Regions from separate parts of the Zea mays genome. Here all the other regions are linked to region 2. The links are chromatin contacts, called in public Hi-C maps. All regions are on one chromosome and are shown on one strand. Each heading gives the region's core, a stretch centred on a gene start, on an enhancer-like site or on the middle of the called end of the contact. The rest is flanking DNA. Distances are from core to core; before and after follow the strand shown. Region 1 holds the start of LOC100382428 (Glutathione gamma-glutamylcysteinyltransferase 2). Region 2 holds the start of LOC100285963 (peptide-N4-asparagine amidase A). Region 3 holds the start of LOC103634961 (peptide-N4-(N-acetyl-beta-glucosaminyl)asparagine amidase A).

Region 1 (4,551 bases), core at 1,256-3,755, 160 kb after region 2:
CCCTGCGCTGCATGCTTCACTTAACATACTTATCGAGTCTGGTGTTATGACAAAAGCATCAGCCCATGCAAGATGTCCCTTGTTAGGTTTAGGTTCTGCAGAAGTAAAAATAGTTGCTAGTTCAACAAGTTGAGCAAAAAGCATAAATACTGAACAACTTAAAGCTAGTCTTCAGATTGTACCTTCACCATTCCAAATATAGACCTTGGGATGTCAAGCAAATTCATTAAATACAATATCAGCGACCTGCAAATAGATAGTTAAACTATCAAGCCTACCAACTTGTACTATAGAACAAATTGCCAAATTCCATACCTTCCATGGTGTTCTTAGAAAGAATGAGATTCTGACACTCCCACAACTATCTAGCACGTAAAAATTTCTACGTTCCCATTTTCTAGCCAAGGCCCTAAATGGCAATGGATAACCGAAACTTGAATATCCGACAGATTTTACCCGATATGAAGGTGGGTACGATATGTTTTCTCTAGCCGCGGGTATATTAATGGACAAAAACCTCTATCTGTTGGGTAGACGAATACGGGTTGGTACTACCCATACCCGTCTATCCATTGGTAAAATATATCTGTATCAAATATCACTATAACCATCTAATAGAGACCATCTTAGCTAAAATAAAATCATTCACTAGCTATCATTTATCTAGATACCAAATTATGTAATTATATGATTTGTTATATGTGAAGTTAAAGTTGTTTTTGTATGTTTATTTAATATTTTGAATGATTGATATATTGGAATTTAAGACTTTTTAGCGGGTACGGGTTACCCGACTAGTAAAATTATCCGTACGGATATAGGTATAGGTAAAATTTTATACATGTGAATATATATAAGGCTGCCCGCAGTGGAAGACTGGGTGCTGGACTCTATCCCATATAGCGTAAAGAAACACCTGCAGCGGGTGACTGGGTGCTAGACTCTACGCGTGATCGAGCTGCAAATGTAGAGTTCGGACGCACATGCGCTAAACGAGGCATGCAAGCAAGCAGCCGGCGGAGGCAGATGCATGCATGCACGCGGAGGTGGGGAGGCGGGCCCACATGCATGCACGCGGCCGTTCACAGCACATGCATGCACGCGGAGTGGGAAAAATATAATATAATATACGGTAGTTGGTATAGGGTTGGAATATAGAGTGAATATGAATGCGGGGGATTGTGGTATAGAGTGCTGATCAGGACAGAATATTCTTTTTAGGGTAGAAATTTAGAGTAGTATGAGTGCAGATAGCTTAAGTAATATAATGGAGAGATTTTTTTAATACATATAGGTACCGAATAGTACTACCCGACACATATTCACCCGTCGCCATCCTCTGCTCAACAGGGCGGATTTGATCATTTGAAGGCAGCAGCGTAGGCGGCAAAAGGGCACGGCGGCAGGATGCAGCAGCCAGCACGTGCTCACCCGTGCGCCCGCCGCCCGCGGAGGCAGGCCAGGGCCGCTGACCTGCAGTGCAGCAGGTTGCAGTTGCAGGCTGCAGCGCAAGCCTGGCAAGGGAAATGAGAATTGACACGATGTTGGGTCAAGATTGATGTGATATATTTAAGATATGAGATGTATTTTATTTGAGAGGCTAAAGTTTAATCTATATTATATTTTAGCATAAATTTATTAGACGTGTGTTTGAATGTACTAGAGTTAATAATTAGTTATCTAAAAATTTTGTTTATAAAATTAGCTAGCTGACAAATAACAAGCTAACTATTAGCTAATTTTTGCTAAAAGTAGCAAAAAGCTAAACAATCGTCTATATTGTTAGATGTCTTCATCTAATTTTAGCAACTATCTATTATCTCTAGTCTATTTAAACAAGACCTAAGCCTAATTAATTTATGATTAGCCAATAAATATTGTAGCATCGTAAAGACGAACCATAAACTAATTAGATTTAATATATTCGTCTTATTGTTTAGTCATTACCTATATAATTAGTTTTGTAATTAGACTATATTTAATTAGGGATGTTAATAGAGAATTCTCCGTCGAGGAATAACTTTATATCTTCATTCTCATGACAGAAAAATTTCTTTATATAGATCCCACAAATGCTTGGGGAAGAAATTACTTCCGATCCCTATTTCTCATGGGATAAACCCGTTTTGCTTAAATTATAATGTACGTTATTTGTTATTGATGCAAAACATTAATTTATACACATTGAAAGCGTACGAGTCATATATCCACTTTAATATTAAATTTATTTTTTTATAGAGAGGATTCATCGTATGGGCTTGCCAATAGACCGTTGACAGTTCGTGATTTCGGCAAGAAAAGAAAAGGAAAAAGTTTAAAATCAGTTTTCTTTCTGTCACTTTTCTGCTGCATGGAAACTTTTTTCACTCGTCCATCGTGGCCGTCGTCGTCTGCAGATATTCGAAACTACGCAATGGGATTTAGCATTGTTTGACTCCTGGCCGGGTTCTGTGGGCTCTCGTCCATCGTGCCCGTCGTCGTCTGCAGAGATTCGAAACGAAAGTGAGAGAGCATCGCAGAGGAAAGGAGGCACCCTTCGCTGGCTCGATCGCCGCTGTGTTCACGCGGAGGAACTAGATCAGCACGCGAAAGCCAACAGCGCAGTCGAGGAGGAAGCGAGCAGTCCAGGTCCAGGATGGCGGCGGCCGTGGCGTCGCTGTACAGGCGGGTCCTCCCGTCGCCGCCGGCGGTGGACTTCGCTTCGCCGGAGGGCAAGCGCCTATTCGCGGAGGCCCTGGCGGCGGGCACCATGGAGGGTTTCTTCCCCCTGGTCTCCGTCTTCCAGACGCAGTCGGAGCCGGCCTTCTGCGGCCTGGCCTCCCTTGCCGTCGTGCTCAACGCGCTCGCCATCGACCCGGGCCGCCGCTGGAAGGGGCCCTGGCGGTGGTTCGACGAGTCCATGCTCGACTGCTGCGAGCCCCTCGATAAGGTCAAGGCCGAGGGCATCACCTTCGGCAAGGTCGCCTGTCTCGCGCACTGCTCCGGAGCCGACGTCCAATCCTTCCGCACCAACCGGGTTACCATCCACGACCTACGGCGGCATCTCATCCGATGCGTCTCCTCGCAGGACTGCCATCTGATCGCCTCCTACCACAGGCGGCCTTTCGGACAGGTTACGTCCCCCCCTAGATTTTCCATTCCCACTGGGCCACCGGCGAATTCTCCTAGTCACGCTCTTCTGATTACTTGCACTACAGTACTACCACCAATTAATCTTCATGTACACATTTGGTTAGATTGGATATAACTACTATCTTTGTATATATCATCACTGATGTGCACCTTTTGCAATGGTGCAGACTGGAACTGGTCATTTCTCCCCAATTGGTGGCTACCATGCCGGACAGGATATGGTGCTCATCTTGGATGTCGCCCGTTTCAAATATCCTCCGCATTGGGTTCCATTGCAACTTCTTTGGGAAGCCATGAATACAACTGATGACTCAACTGGACTTCTCAGAGGGTATCTACTCTTGCCTATCTTCCTCTCATTCACCCTTGATCATTTTGTCTATGCATTCAGAAATTTTCATTGATGTTTCGTCTCGATACATTCAGAAAAAATTCAGTTTGATCAAATTGGTCAGTAGTCTTTATTGACTTTTAAACATGCCATTTTTAAGATGTTGGCATCCTAATGTTTGATAGGTTCATGCTTATATCAAGAAAGGTTGCAGCCCCTTCATTGTTGTACACAGTGGTAAATACTAATAATCTGTCAATTATGCGTACATGAGGTACTTGATGTAGTTTTCTTTGCTCAGCAATTTCATTTCTGCAGAGTTGCAGAGATGAAAACTGGAAACGCATGTCAAAATATTGTGTTGAAGATTTACCGAGTCTTCTGAAGGCAGGGAACCTAGACGATGTTCCAGCGCTTCTGTCCCGTTTAATTGAGTCTCTTCCAGCTGACGCTGAATCTTTGATCAAATGGGTTGTCGAAGTCAGGAGAAAAGAGGAGGGTGGACCAAGCTTAAACAAAGAGGAGAAAGAAAGGCTTTTCTTGAAGGTGACATTTCCTGATTTCTGTTTCATTTTCAGATGCTGGGTTAGACTTTTCCTCCCTTATATAACACACTTACACTTCTCGTGTTCACTTGCAGGAAAATGTACTAAAGCAAGTTCGTGATACCAGGCTATTTACCATAGTCCATGATTTGCAGTATGCTAATAAACCATGTTATAATTGCTCATCGTCGAGCGAAGATGATTCCCTTACTAGGATTGCAGCCGTTGTGTGCTGTCAGGGAGCTGCAATGCTATCAGGTAACCTTGTGCCAAGAGATGCCTTCTGCTGCAGAGAAACAAGCTTTGAATGTGTCCAAGCGAATGGTGACGGGCTTAAGACTGTTATCTCAGGCTCCGTGGTATGTGAAGGCAGTGAACAAGGTGTTGATATGCTTTTACCAATGTCTTCACCTGGTGCCAGTTCATGCAATTCAAACTTGAAGAGCAATGCCGTCAAATATCCATCAAGCGTGGATGTTCTAACTGTTCTTCTGCTGGCTTTACATCCCAACACGTGGTTGGGCATCAAAGACGAGAAGCTCA
Region 2 (4,624 bases), core at 383-2,882:
AGAGGTGCGAGGAAGTACAGGCGAATGTTAGTTCGCGTGTCATAACCTATTTTATTTTATTTTATTTACACGCCATAAAAAAAGAGACTGTAACTAAAAAAATGTTGCCCCTTAGATCATGAAGCAAAATACTAATCCAATCCAACGTGAGATCAATCCATTGATCAAGTTTCTAGGTTTATCTTTGACGTTAGCTTTACAACCTGCTAATGCTAATGCTATACTAGTACCAAGTGCGCCACATGTTGAGACTGCTGCTGAGTCGTGGCCAGCTGGTGTTTGGTCTTGTGACGAGGAGAGCGGCCGACAGTGCGCCTGCAGTGGTAGCTATCTCGTCGGCCGTCAGGAACATATCTGAGTCAGTTTTTCTTATTATATATGTACGGCCTGGATGATATGTTGTGGTTCTTCAACTATTCTATATAACTAAAAAAATCTATTTATAACGTAACGTATATAAGTCTTGTATTTTATTCATTATAATATTTAAGATATGACTTATTTACGTGGATTGTATGAGTATAAGTATATAACCATATCTAAACTCTGAGAACTCTTCACTAAAATATCGTCTCTTATGTGTGTTTTTTACACTTCGGTCATTTAAGAGCTTGTTCGATTATTCCCAATACACATGGATTGGATGAGATTGAAAAAAATTGTGAAGAAGTTTGAGCTGTTTGGGATTCAAACTCATTCAATCCCGCTCAATCCACATGGATTGAGAGCTAACCGAACAAGCCCTAAGTGGGTTGCAAGTTAGGAGTAGTACGATAAAATGCAGATTATTTATCAACCACGAGTTTATTAACACAAGTGCTGCGTGCCAATGATGATGCCGAACGCAAAATGAGTGGAGCCTGGGAGTGCACATGCAGCTGTTTTGGGTCCCTCGCACTCGCACGGATGTTGTAATAAATAATTCTCCGACTTGTTTGGTCCGGCTTTAATTCCGCGCATATGCGTAATGGAATGTTGGTTTTATCAATGGGGGAGGCCGGTGATTCGATTTTCTAGGTACAAAAAGACTCAAGAAATTGTAGATATAGTTTTAAACCTTTAAATCAGTTAAGAAACATTATATATAGAGAAATTTCTTTTATTAAAAATGTATAGAGATTCGTTTATAGATGGTTCCTTCGCAGGGAGCGGAGCTCGTCTCTTATATATATATTTTCAATTTTCAATTAGCTCTATAAAGACTCTTCAAAAGACCTCTCATAGAGAAATAGATTGTGATCTAAATGTTTACTTATAATTTGATATGGCTTTAAATTATTTTTAATTTTAAAATGAATAGAAATATAGATCAATTTTAGTCGATTAGATTGTAAAATTTAGAGTTATTGTTATCCTTAATCTCGGTATATTTATATTTAATAAGTTATTGCATAAAAACGGGGAACTTTCTGCATGCCTCCCCTTTCTGGTGCTTTAAGCACACGATAAAACTTGTGGACTTGCCCTTTTCCTGTCCATAATCTTCTCCCTTTTGTGTGTGTAGGGGTGGGGGGTATGCATGCTCGTCATGGGTTGGTTATACTAGTGGACAAGTCGAAGTGTCCCAAAAGCCGCATGGTTCATGTACCTACCAAGTACTTTGCGTTGCCATTATACGGCACTCACAACAACATGCTCCATTACATACACTTTGTTTATGCCGCCTCCCCTCCCTAGTATAGATAATGATGGATATTATTGATCCGCCTTCATTTATTTTATTTGTTTTATTTATAATTTCGTCGGCCGGGTTTAAATCCTCGGCCTTCCACGCGGACACTGGCATGCAACGCCTTCCACACTTGAAGCAGCCAAGCTAAGTGAGGTGAGCTTAGCCATGCCGACGGCTTCCTCTGCCCACCGCTCACTCCTCCTCTGCCTCTGCCTGGCTCTGCTCTCCAACCCGGTCGCCGCCTCGCCCTCGCCCCGCGGCCTCCGCTTCTCCGCCAAGGACATCGCGGCGGTGGAGGCCGCGCTGCCGCGACACGGCAGCAGGGCGTCGTCGTCGTCCAAGACCACCTTCTTCGAGGTCGACCGCCCGCTCCGCCCGCCCAGGGGCAGCTCGGGGCCCTGCTCCACGCTGCTGCTCTCGCACTCCTTCGCGTTCACGCTCACCAAGCCGCCCGTCACCGCGGCCTACTCGCCGCCGCCGTGCCTGTCCGGCTCCGACGCGCCGCCGGTCTCGCTCGCCGTGCTCGAGTGGCGCGCCGAGTGCCGCGGCGCGCAGTACGACCGCACCTTCGGCGTGTGGCTCGGCGGCGCCGAGCTCCTGCGCGGCAGCACCGCGGAGCCGCGCCCCGGCGGGGTGGTCTGGTCGGTCTCCAAGGACGTCACCCGCTACGCGGCCCTCCTCGCGGCCGGCAACGCCACGCTCGCTGTCTACCTCGGCAACCTCATCGACGACACCTACGACGGCGTCTACCACGCCAACCTCACGCTCCACCTCTACTTCCGCCGCGGCGTGCGGCCGTCCGCCGCCGCCGCCGCCGCCGATGCCGTCGTCCCGGTCTCCAGGAGCCTGCCGCTCAACGACGGGCTGTGGTTCGTCGTCCAGAACGACACCGACGTGCAGTCCGCGCGCGTGTCGGTGCCGCGCAACGCGTACCGCGCCGTCCTCGAGGTCTACGTCTCGTCCCACGACGCCGACGAGTTCTGGTACATGAACACGCCCGAGCAGAACGGGCCGTTCCGCGAGGTCACCGTCCTGCTCGACGGCGCCGTGGTGGGCGCCGTGTGGCCGTTCCCGGTGATCTACACCGGCGGCATCAACCCGCTCATCTGGCGCCCCATCACCAGCATCGGCTCCTTCAACATGCCCACCTACGACATCGAGCTCACGCCCTTCCTCGGCAGCCTCCTGGACGGCGAGGAGCACGAGCTCGGGTTCGCGGTGACCAACGCGCAGCGGTCGTGGTACGTGGACGCCAATCTCCACCTGTGGCTGGACCCCAAGAGCTCCAGGACCAGCGGCGGGCTCGTCGCGTACCACGCGCCGAAGCTGGCGGGCAGCATCGTGTCGCGCTCCGCGGACGGCGTCGACGGGGAGTACGCGGCGACGGCGAGCCGCAATATCACGGCCACGGGGTGGGTGAGCTCGTCGCGCGGCAACGTCACCACCACGTTCGCGCAGCGGCTCAGCTTCTCCAACACCAACGTGGTGAGCGGGCAGGGCAGCGCGCAGGCGATCAACCAGACGACCGACGCGCTGACGGCCGTCAGCGGCGGGCCCGCGCCCGCGCAGGTGCACCAGAGCTTCCCGCTCTACATCTTCCTGGGCGGCGACGGCAGCGGCACGTCGTCGCAGCGGCTGATGCGGCGCGTGGAGATCGGGTTCGACGAGACGCGGTCCCGGGGAGGAGGAGGAGCAGGAGGAGAGGGCGCCGCGTCCACGACCACGAGCACGCTGCGGAACTCGCAGGTGGCGGCGGCGGAGGTGACGCTCCGGGACGACGCCGTGGTGGGCGCGTCGTGGCGGATGCACCAGACGTACGAGTACGGCGCCAGCGACGGCGGCTGCTACCTGAGGAACGTCAGCAGCGTCGGTTACGACGTGCTTTTCGACCATCGCGACGCGTCCTGCGCCGGTACGCTGGGCCGCTGACGCTTGTCGCCGACAGCGAGCGCCTTGTCGGCGCCTCCGCCGCGCGGGCCGCTGGATAACGGCCGGGGAAGCGACAGGGTGTAATTTGTAAATGGAACGCTGCACCGGTGGACAAAACTGTACTGGCTTGGCTCGGCCTGGCCCACGTCCGGTCTTCAATTATTAAATATACCACGGTGACGGGCCATTTTCGTGGGCCAATTAGCTTTTCATTAAGAAAAGATGTGACGTGACGTGACGTGATGCAGCTAGTACACAGGCAGCACTAAAATGTAAAGAAAACCGCTGGCTATGTTTATTTAACAGTACCTGTTTTATGAAATTTGTAGAAGTGTTCATGAATTCTATACGTCTGTAAAACCGCTGACTAAGGCCCTGTTTGTTTGGGATTATAATCTATATAGATTATATAATCCAATGTAAATAAGCTAGTGAAGAAACAAACAAACAACTTATTTGATAAGATTATATAATCTAGCACTTGAGATTATGATAATCCTATAAGCTCATCAAAGGGTGCTTATTTTAGCTTATTTTTTATGAAAGACCCACTACCCATGACAAGTTGATTAAAATTACTTTCAATTGTCATCCACCTATCCATAAGCGTTCTCACTCACCAGAAATTAAAACAATCAAGGATATTATTGTATTTGTATGCATATGAATACTAAGTCGAGTCCAAATAATCTGAGCTAATAAACAGCAGCACCTAGCTTATTTAATCCAGAGCAAATAATCCAGATTATATAATCTAGATTATAATTTAAATTATATAATCTATAAGTTAAAACAAACAGGTTCTAATTAGTTATTTTGTTTGAATGAGTCGGAGCTAGTTTTTTATTATAAGACGCGGTAAAGCAAAAAAAAAAACATGTAGTACGCCGTAACGGAACCCGCACGCTCACAGTTTCTACAGAGCCGGTGGCCAGGACCAGGACGCACCGACACAGCCGCACAGGAGCGATGCGTCATGCGAGAGGAGGAAGGCAAGCACCGCACCGATGCTTTGCCGGCCGG
Region 3 (4,573 bases), core at 908-3,407, 140 kb after region 2:
GCAAAACCAAAGGTTGTGTGATTTTTCAAGGCAGAAATCAGTATCATGATAGGTGTGCTTGAGCTTTTGATAGCTAGTTTATTTGAACTTTTATCTTTTTATGATCATGGTATATTGAGACAGAAATATTTTACATGTACCTTTGCAGTTTTTCAGTTGGAGAAAATATTTAAGACAACATTTTCATCGTTTGTTCTCCATATGGGGCTTGTTTCACGCCACTTGAAGGAAGGAGGGAATGATGGTGTTAAGTTCGGACAATACATCTACACATCTATGAAATGTACAACCACGATGTAGAGCATAGAGTTTCTAAAGTTGGGTAAGCTGTTTGGCTGTTTTATAGAAATTTGTATCAACATCAACATAGATTTTTAGTCCCAAACAAATTGGGGTAGGCTAGATTTGAAACCCAACAAGAAGTCACCAAAAAGAGAAAGAGAGATAAAGGGGAGGGGAAAAGCTTTTGAGAGAACTAAAAGAGAAAATGCCTAATCACGGTTCGGGCACGTGGATAGCTTCTTTCCAAGCATTTCTATCCAAACACAACTCCTTTGGGTGTGTGGGGTGATATTAGAAGCTTCATGTTAGGTGTTTGATACTTTCTTGAATATAGGATTTTTGTGTGTGTGGTGTAGTATAAATAATGTCCATAGTTGAATACCAAAATGTGGATATTGTACAGTGGGAGTTATGGCTGCCTTCTTCATTGCTTGATCTTAGTTGTTGGTTGCAATCTTCTAACTTAGAGTATGATGCTTGAAGAGATTTGGATGATGTTGGAGATGTGCTTTGGTGTAGTTCATCTCTCCCGAATCAAGGTTCATACCCCACTATTTTGGTTTCCTAAACTGATAGGCACAACTAGAAATTATCGAGTGATGTCTAACTTTCCTACCTGTCTTGCAATGCAGAGTCTGGTTTATGGGGCTAAGGTAGAGGCTGCCATCGCCATTGGATTCAATGACTTCATTACATATGCTCTGAGAGGCATTGGGTTCTACCAGAAGGATAACATGGAGATCAAGAAGGCCAATGGCAATGGCACACTGATCCCTGAGCAGATCTTTGAAAAGACTAGGAGAAGTTCTAGATGAATTGATGCTTGGCTGAAGAGGGATGTCAGATTTGTACAATGCTCACCCACAAAGAATAATACATTTCTCCAATGTCCACTGTTTTGAAAAATACCTCCATTCCAATGTTTAACATTCTAACGATGTCTGAATTTATTGTAAAGAGACACATGATTGTTCATTGTTGTAACTTATGTACAATATATGCGTGTGTGAAATAAAGATCATCTTGGAGCACCGGCATCAATGTTATCAATCTTCTCAAATTTCAAATTATCCTGGTCTCTTCGTGAAACCATAAAAGTTTATTAAGTCACTTATCTGAGTGGTCTAAAAGTCTAGCATATTTTTGTTCCTTTGCCTGTCGAGACGGATCAGCTGGCATGAATAATATCCGGTGAATACTGCAAGAGCTATTCATGATCCCCCGTGAACTAGCTGGTATGATATAACTTAGGGGGTGTTTGGTTACACCCCGCTAAAATTTAGCTCATGTCCCATCGAATATTTGAACCTCCGTTCCGGTTATTAAATGTAGTCGGATTATAAAACTAATTTGTCAGCCGAAGATTAAAAGACGAGACGAATCTAGTCCAGTTGGTTGGGTCTATATTTCATACTCCTATTTAAAAGTCAAACGCTTGATGTGACCCGGACTAAACTTTAGCAGGAGCAACCAAACACCCCCTTAGTTTGTGAAGTGCTAATGCCACAAACAGGAAATAGGATGATACTTCATGTATATTTTTTTCTTTCTTGAAAATGAACTATAGGATACTGTTTACAATCCATACCAAGCTTCTGCAGTTATCAACATTTTTCTATGTTCAACCTTGTTAACATATTAAGACGAGTTTTTCTTTCATTTTTCAAAAAAATAAATCAATCTTTATTTGCTCCTCTTGAGTTGCTTCACAAGTTATAGAACGAAAAATGGTTCTCTTTTGCTCTCCCTTGTTATTCCGATCACTTTTGCCACACAAACATCCACTCACTTTATTGTATCTCACTTCATTGTATTTTAAATTTATCGTATCATTAGTGGGGAGTTATTATAACAGATCACCTAGAACACCTCGTTTAAACCCCCGGGTAGCATGTCCACTTCCGCTTCCTCTTCCTCTCAGTCCAACCGCCCCTCGTGCCCACCGCTTCTACAATGGCGCCATCCGCCGCTACCGCGAGCATCCTCCTCGCCCTCATCGCCATCCTCCTCCCCTCCGTAACGGCGGCCGCGGCGCTGCAGATGCGGCATCGCCTCGGCGCGTCCTTGCAGGTCGCCTCCCTCAACGCGTCGGAGCCGCCGACCACCTTCTTCGAGGTCGATCGCCCGATCCGCCCTCCGCGCGGCAGCGCGGGGCCTTGCTCCACGCTTCTCCTCTCGGCTACCTTCGGCGCCACATACGGCCGCCCCCCCGCCACCGCCGCCTACGCGCCGCCGGCTTGCCTCGGCGACGCGGGCGGCGCCGGTGCCCTCGCGCTCGCCGTGCTCGAGTGGGCCGCCGACTGTCGCGGCCGCCAGTTCGACCGCATCTTCGGCGTCTGGCTCTCGGGCGCCGAGCTCCTCCGCAGCTGCACCGCCGAGCCGCGTCCCAACGGCATCCTCTGGTCCGTGTCCCGCGACGTCACCAGGTACGCCGCCCTCCTCGCGGAGCCCGGTGAGGTCGCGGTGTACCTCGGCAACCTCATCGACAAAACATACACCGGCGTCTATCACGCCAACCTCACGCTCCACCTCTACTTCCGCACCGATCCGCAGCCGCAGCCGCCACCGCAGCAGCAGCAGCAGGCTGATCTGATTGTGCCCATTTCAAGGAGCTTACCCTTGAACGACGGGCAGTGGTTCGCCATCCAGAATGCTACTGATGTGCAGTCAAAGAAGCTCGCCATTCCGTCGAACACCTACAGGGCGGTCCTTCAAGTGTTCGTTTCCTTCCATTCCGACGACGAGTTCTGGTATACCAATCCGCCCAACGATTACATTCGGGCGAACAACTTGTCCAGTGTCCCCGGCAATGGCGCATTCAGGGAAGTCGTAGCTAGGGTGGATGGTGAAGTCGTCGGCGCTGTTTGGCCATTCACTGTGATTTACACCGGTGGTGTTAACCCGCTTCTATGGCGGCCAATCACAGGAATCGGCTCATTCAATCTCCCGACATATGACATTGACATCACGCCATTCTTGGGCAAGCTCCTGGACGGCGAGGAACATGATTTCGGGTTTGGCGTGACAAATGCTCTTGATGTGTGGTACGTTGATGCCAATTTGCATCTGTGGCTGGATCACAAGAGCGAGAAGACCACTGGAGGCTTGCTCAGCTATGAGGCATCCGGATTGAACCTTAATGTGAGCTCAGAATTCACTGGATTAGACGGGCAGTTTGTGACAAGCGCAAGTCGGCACGTCTCTGCCACGGGATGGGTGAAATCGTCGTACGGGGAGGTCACCACAACCTTCAATCAGAGATTCTGCTATGAGAACATCAATGTGTTTAGAAAGAACGGCACTGTGCAGATCGTGAACCAAACAATCGATGCGAAGTCTGGCATTTTTGCCAAGGATGCTTCTGCCGTGCTGCTCTCTGAGGAATTCCATGAGGTTTTCCCGCTGTACCTTTATACTGGAACCTCAGATCAAGCGGACGATGAGTACTCATTGGATTCAATTGTTAAATTTGGTATCAATGGGAAGAAGACCTCCGGTGGGAAACCGGGCTTCTTGTACAGCTCCCTACGGAATTCACAGTCGGCACAAGGCACTATGAGGGTGAAGAAGAATTTGGTGGTCAGTGGATTGGGGAAGACCCATCAGGTGTATAAGTATGTGGGAACTGATGGATGCTACTTCAGGGATGTGAGCAGCAGGAACTACACTATAGTTTCCGACCGCTCCGATGATTCTTGTTCAAAAAGAGCATATAGCTCTGTCAGCGAGAAGTTGAATGATCAGCCAGCAAGAAGAAAGTTGCTGGCAAACAAATTGTAAAGTACGGAAAGGGAATAGTTCGTCCACGTTTCAGTTTTTTACTTTGCTTCTTGAATAAAGGCTGCTTGGCAGCTCGTGCTTCAGAAAGTAGGTAAGAAACTTGAATGTCCCTTTATAAACACGCCAATTCGGATCTAGTGGCAAGGTATTGTTATCAGTGACTATCAATTGCATCACCATCATGTCTATAGCTGCACAGGATGATGCACGACAGAACGAGGGATGACCATTTTATACTGGCAGCAATACTAGTACTAATCAAGATTCTGACACGATCACACTATTAATTTATGCCAGCATTGCTTATTCCGCATCGATTGGATTTGTTCCGGATCTCGATCTCTTTCAAGGCATCAGCAGATTCTTGATGCTCTTCTCTGTCCTCTTTGCAGATGTGTGTTTTGGAAGTTTTTTTCCTTTCGAAAAGCTCTTTGCAGATGTGTGGTGGTACTTATTTTTTGATGTCAAGACATACTTGGACCTTGATTGCCATGTACCACCAACTGTGATC

What was found. A called contact is a pair of places that touch in the nucleus more often than the background predicts.
Region 1: a Hi-C map of tassel shows a contact between it and region 2, with 1.9 times the contacts expected there. The contact joins the promoter of LOC100382428 here to the promoter of LOC100285963 in region 2. A contact is called at or near these places in 3 of 25 Hi-C or Micro-C datasets (ear, leaf and tassel).
Region 3: a contact with region 2 is called in a Hi-C map of leaf, with 7 times the contacts expected there. The contact joins the promoter of LOC103634961 here to the promoter of LOC100285963 in region 2. A contact is called at or near these places in 10 of 25 Hi-C or Micro-C datasets (bundle sheath, ear, endosperm and 4 more) and 1 of 3 datasets of contacts at active chromatin or transcription factors (leaf).

What each region holds. Positions count from the first base shown.
Region 1 is chr8:24,409,136-24,413,686 of Zm-B73-REFERENCE-NAM-5.0, reverse strand. It overlaps LOC100382428 (Glutathione gamma-glutamylcysteinyltransferase 2), which reads left to right and starts at 2,505. Exons shown (of 6, transcript NM_001175170.1): 1 at 2,505-3,112; 2 at 3,300-3,463; 3 at 3,649-3,700; 4 at 3,782-4,009; 5 at 4,104-4,551. The coding sequence starts at 2,636.
Region 2 is chr8:24,572,613-24,577,236 of Zm-B73-REFERENCE-NAM-5.0, reverse strand. It overlaps LOC100285963 (peptide-N4-asparagine amidase A), which reads left to right and starts at 1,632. Exons shown (of 1, transcript NM_001158852.2): 1 at 1,632-3,923. The coding sequence starts at 1,838. The coding sequence ends at 3,601.
Region 3 is chr8:24,434,857-24,439,429 of Zm-B73-REFERENCE-NAM-5.0, reverse strand. LOC103634961 (peptide-N4-(N-acetyl-beta-glucosaminyl)asparagine amidase A) reads left to right here and starts at 2,157. Exons shown (of 1, transcript XM_008657534.4): 1 at 2,157-4,375. The coding sequence starts at 2,236. The coding sequence ends at 4,062. It also overlaps the pseudogene LOC100193238.